Regions from separate parts of the Sus scrofa genome. Here region 1 is linked to region 2. Evidence: chromatin contacts called from public Hi-C data. All regions are on one chromosome and are shown on one strand. Each heading gives the region's core, a stretch centred on a gene start, on an enhancer-like site or on the middle of the called end of the contact. The rest is flanking DNA. Distances are from core to core; before and after follow the strand shown.

Region 1 (2,700 bases), core at 120-2,619, 55 kb before region 2:
ATTAACCCAGGCTCCTACGTCAACTTCCGACACCACAGGGGCATGAATACCTCCCACTGTCATCTCCCACTTCTACTCACTTCCATCCCACTCTCGTTCTCATTCTCCCAAACAAGCTTCGGCCACCCAACCCCGCCTTACAGAATCAAGGGACGAGAACTAAATACTAAATGCTCAGGTTTGCTTTGGAGGCTTCTCCAAGAGGCCCCTCTTCATGCATCTGACCCCAAACCAGGCTGAGTGCACAGCCTCAGGATCAAAACCACAACAGGCATGTGTTCAGCGTGTATTTCTTCCCACAGATGTGCACGGAATGCTCCTCTCATCCAAAATCTGATTCAGTCACACCACCAACGCCTAAAGGCAGGCATTAATAGGCTCATTTCACAAATCACTTGTTTAAAAGCCAGGTGACAGGTGGCAGTGCTATGGGTCTACTCAGACTGGGTTAGCTCTAATGCCAGACGTTATCTATTGACACCCTTAGTCTTATTTGTATCTTATTTCCCACCTCTCCTTTCCACTGTCCCACCCTATCCATTTTCTCACTTCTGCAGATATTCCTTTATTTACCACTTCTCTCCCTGCCTCAGACTCAGTGGTTAAAACAGGGAATTGGGTTTTCCAACCTTTTTGTTTCTAGAATACTAATTTGTCATCTTCTTTCTGATACCGGCTATTTGAAGTCTAGCTATAAAATTACCTATGCTGTTGTCTTTTGCTTCTCCTAGCTCAAAGACAGTATGATTTTAGCATTTGATTCATGCTTTCTCTCATATCCTGTACTCAGCAAATGGATAATGCATAAAAATGACTCTTCAGATTCCCTGGACTCTCAGTTCTCAGACTTTTTGCCTTAATAGAAATGCAATGTCCATTCCTCTCCACCTAGTAAAGAACTTTGTCTCACCTTGGCTCATAGCAACACAAGGACAGTTCTAATTTAGAGATCTCATAATTCCTATCCTCTCTCAAATTACGTTGCATCTACCAAAACTATGTCTTCCAACACTATTGTTTAGCCATTTCCTCTTAAAATTCTCTTGACTTCTGAAGGTCAAATGTCATTTAATTTTTCTCCATTCCTTCATTTGTCATGGGGTTGAGGGCTCTGAATCTATAAAGAAAATAATATTAAATACACTGGAGGGGATGTACGAAAGGGTTTGGCATAAATCTAACTTTAGTGTGGATACCTATTCTCTAAAGCTTTATTTAATCTGTTAAGGTCTCAGTTTTTTCCAAGCAAGGAAGTGTAGATGCCCTTGTCTCTGTAATAGCGAGACACCCCTAGGGGGCGCTCCGTCTCACAAAATACAAGTGACCCAGAGGAGCGTGCCTAAAGGATGGGATCACTTTAGGGGTGTGGCCTCACAAGAGAACCTCAGCTCACAAGAACGAGTTTGGGTCAGAAACAGGTCATAAAACCTATTTAGAAGAGCCTTGAAAGAATGTCTGCTATGAGCATAAGCCAGTCCTGGTTCTCCAGACTGCAAAGCCAAGGCTGGAAGAGGTGAGCAACATGCCTTGTACAGTTTGCCTTTCTCCTTTGCGTTCCCTCACCTGACTCAGCAAGAGTGGATGGAGTTTGCAGACTTGCCCTCCTAGGAGTTCCTTGTGGCAGATTGTATAGCATTAGATTAAGTTGACTTCTGGACAACGCCTTTCTGGTGAGCAAAAGTGACCCAGCGTCTGCTCCAATCCATTCATTAGAGGAGCGAAGTGTCAGGCAATTAGCCTTTGAAAAACTCAGCCTTACTCCAGGAAAGGAGCAATAAGTGATACGAATTAGGTGCCGACCAAAAAAAAAAAAAAAAAAAAAAAGACTTCCGGTAGTATCAATGCAAATTAACAGACTTTCACGTTCTGAGGTCCAGACAGCAGTACGCAGGACTTTCTTATCCCCATAAAAGGGACTTCAATTCCCTAGAGTGGTGATCCTCCCAATTTACGCACAGAGTCTGGCTTCAGTCTCCCTTGTCGACCTTTGTCATCAGTGGATGAAGTGCTATTTGTTTTTCCAGTGCTGTCTTGGGAAAAAGAAATTACAGAAGGGGTCAAACATCAAATACGTATTTAAAATTCTGCAGCCCTGAGTGGGTGGCCGCATTTCAGGGCAAATGAGAAAAGGTTTTTTTCCAGTCTGGGGAAGCCCACCGCTTGGGATCCGGAGCTGACAGCGCGCTCCGGCTGCCCCCGAGGACCAGGAGCCCGGGCCCTAGCCCCGCCCCCTCGCCGGCCCCTGGCTGCACCGCCTGCTGCCCTGCTCCCCGCTGCGTGCGGTCGGCGCGCGCCGCGCGGGTCTGTGTGTCTGTGTGCGTGTGTCCCTGGGTGGGAGATGCATTGGAGTCCTACGGCTGGGTGTTCCTTCCGAGCAGTTTTGCTCAGCAAGCTGTTAGGGGATCATGGAAACTTTTTTCTGGCTAAAAGGATGAAAACTGAGTAAGTACATAGAACTTTGAACTTGGAACGAAACAAATACAAGCAAACCTCTACGGATGGTAACTATGTCCATTCAGACTGTGTGTTCCCTTTTTATGTTAAAAGAAGGCTTACAGGAGAGTGGCAATTTAAAACGGAGTGAGGGGAAGCAGTTAAGAAACATGAAAGGCTGAAAGCAGGACGGCTTTAAAACCGGAGGAAAAATGAGGAACTGTTAAGGCGAGCTGGTCTGCGTCCAGCTGTGCAACAGGCACTTTG
Region 2 (2,700 bases), core at 81-2,580:
TGCTCAGATTTTATCAACCCTATGGATATTCCCACTAGTATTTCCTCATCCATAATGTGAAAAAGAAGTCTTAAAAACTGGAGCCATTGAATCTTTGGAGAAAGTTTCAATGGCCAGGCCTTAGACACTTTACCATAAAGTGTTTTGTTTGATAGGATCCCCTTCAACCTCAGCTGCTACCAGTAAGGATCCAGTTTTATCTAATGGACCTGAAAGCTGATCTAGAAATATATAGCTTGTGGAATGTTGCTTACCCTGGCCCCGTGTTCTTTCAAAATAGTAGAAGATTTTGTTTTCTAGACCCTTGTTTTGACTTTCTCAAACTTAAATTGATATCCTAAATTATAACAACATTTATACAGTTTTTTAAATAAACTTTTAAAATTGACATCCAGTATTTACTATTATGTGTAAACTTTAATGCTTTTAGAAAAAATAACTAAAAATTATCAAATGCCTACAATATGCTAGTCGCTGTGCTAGAAATGTGCATATGCCCTATCTTTGGTAACTTTAACAAATCTGTGAGAAAAATGTCAAAACCGATAGCTATCTTTCGGCAGTAAAATAAGACTGTAGTAGCTATCCTGGATATTTGGTATTTCTGCAGTTGACAGCTCTGATCACTCCTTCCTCCTTCTGATTCTTTCTTCCCTGGGCTGTTGGGCTGAGCACATTCTTTTGGTTCTGCTAGTACCTGTTTGGCCATCCTTTCTGAGTTCTTCAGGACCACCTTTACTCTGTCCATTCTTTATTTTTTTTTTCAATGATTTTTATTTTTTCCATTATGGTTGGTTTACAGTGATCTGTTAATTTTCTACTGCACAGCAAAGTGACCCCGTCACACACACATATATGCATTCTTTTTCTCACATTATCCTCCATTACAAGTGACTAGATATAGTTCCCAATGCTATACAGCAGGATCCCATTGCTTATCCATTCCAAATGCAATAGTTTGCATCTTTTGACTCCAGATTCCCAGTCTATCCCACTCCCTCCTCCTTCCCCTTGGCAACCACAAGTCTCTTCTGCAAGTCCATGAGTTTCTTTTCTGTGGAAAGGTTTATTTGTGCCATATATTAAATTCCAGATATAAGTGATATCATATGGTATTTGTCTTTCTCTTTCTGACTTCCTTCACTTAGTATGAGAGTCTCTAGTTCCATCCATGTTGCTGCCGATGGCATTATTTTGTTCTTTTTTTTTTATGGCTGAGTAGTATTTGTCCATTCTTTAAATGCCTCTGTTTCCTAACACCCTTCCCAAAGTTTTAACTACCGTATGTAGTTGATGACTCTCAAATCTAGTCTAAAGTCCAAAGTACTCTCCTAGGCTTCAGGCTCGCATGTAATACTGCCTGCTGTCTATCTCCACTTAGATGTTACCCCGTCACCCAAAACAGCCTGGAGAAAATGAATTCCTTATTTTCCCTGGCAAATTCACTTCTGCGCTTGCATTTAGAAGCCCTGCAGAATTGTTCTGCTGGTCATAAGAATGATTAACTACTCTGTCACTTGCTAAGATGGAAATCTGGCCTTCACCTTTGAGTCCTGCCTCTCCCCTGTCATCTGCATTCAGTCAATCACAAATACTAAGGAATTTAACTTCTAAATTCTCAAATATCTTAACCCACCTTCCATACTTACTGCCTTTATTCTGGTCAGATAGTCACCATATCCAGCCAGGACAATTGCTGAATCCTCCTCGCTGATTTCTCTGAAACAAGTGTTTTGACCCTGAAACCCATCCTGACCACAGTTTTCGGAGGGAAAACTAGAAAATGCTGAATTAACCTGGTTACTCCTGTGCTTAAAAGCTTGCACGGCTTCCCATCCACTGCAGGGTGAAGTCGGCAATATTTGCTGTGTGTATCATTCAAGCTCCCAGCAGGAAACAAATGCCATACTCAAAAGGATTTAACTGAAGAGAAACTAATGAAAAAGCTATTTACAGAGCTTTGGGGAGGATAAGAGAAACAAAAAAAGATTAGAGGTGTCCAGGGACCAGCAACATCATAGGATTTTACCACCCTCTGTCTGAGGAAGTGTTTGTAGAAGGCATGGTATAGCGAAACCTAGTAAGAACCAGAGCCAAGAAAGAGGAGTCTAAGGAGAGGAGCTATAAACAGTGGACTGTAGCCATTGCCAAGTCATAGTGCTGCAGAGAGGAAGCCAGGAAGATAAAACTTACCTTTTTCTACTCCCACCTTCCAACCTCTTGCCAAGGCCTCCTGTTGGGTACCATTCTAAGGGCTTTCATATTTGTTTATATCCATTTTTTACATATAAGGAGACTGAAGCACAGAGAGATTAGGAAGATGCCTTAAGTCCTCTTAGCTAATAAATGATGCACCTCGTATTTAAACTGACTTCAAATTCTGTTTTCTTAACCAAATCACTGTAGAACTTTTCTAAATAAATACTTAGCCACTGCACTTAGAGCCCACTCTAATGAATATTCTTAAAGCACCCACAAATTCTAAATAATACATGTTAGATAACTGTCAACACTGGAGCATGAGTAATTTGAAATTTTATGAACCATGATTTATTTATGTAAACATAAATATTCAAAACAAAAGTTGCTTCATGGAGTTCCCATCATGGCTCAGTGGAAACGAATCCGACTAGGAACCATGAGGCTGTGGGTTCAGTCCATGGCCTTGCTCAGTGGGTTAAGGATCCAGCATTGCCATGA

The links. A called contact is a pair of places that touch in the nucleus more often than the background predicts.
Region 1: a Hi-C map of liver shows a contact between it and region 2, with 3 times the contacts expected there. The contact joins the promoter of CPED1 here to the enhancer-like site in region 2. A contact is called at or near these places in 2 of 5 promoter capture datasets (fetal liver and liver), 10 of 47 Hi-C or Micro-C datasets (fetal liver, fibroblasts, heart right ventricle and 3 more) and 1 of 2 datasets of contacts at active chromatin or transcription factors (skeletal muscle).

Annotation. Positions count from the first base shown.
Region 1 is chr18:25,936,592-25,939,291 of Sscrofa11.1, reverse strand. It overlaps CPED1 (cadherin-like and PC-esterase domain-containing protein 1), which reads left to right and starts at 1,369. Exons shown (of 23, transcript XM_021078989.1): 1 at 1,369-1,513.
Region 2 is chr18:25,881,396-25,884,095 of Sscrofa11.1, reverse strand. All of the region lies in intron 4 of CPED1 (cadherin-like and PC-esterase domain-containing protein 1), which reads left to right. Among named protein-coding and RNA genes, the nearest start is that of CPED1, 55 kb to the left of the region's middle. Within about 2 kb of position 1,330, at least 4 of the 83 cell types and tissues checked have an H3K27ac peak or open chromatin away from gene starts, as enhancers often do. A contact at or near this core is called in fetal liver and liver, where this site is marked.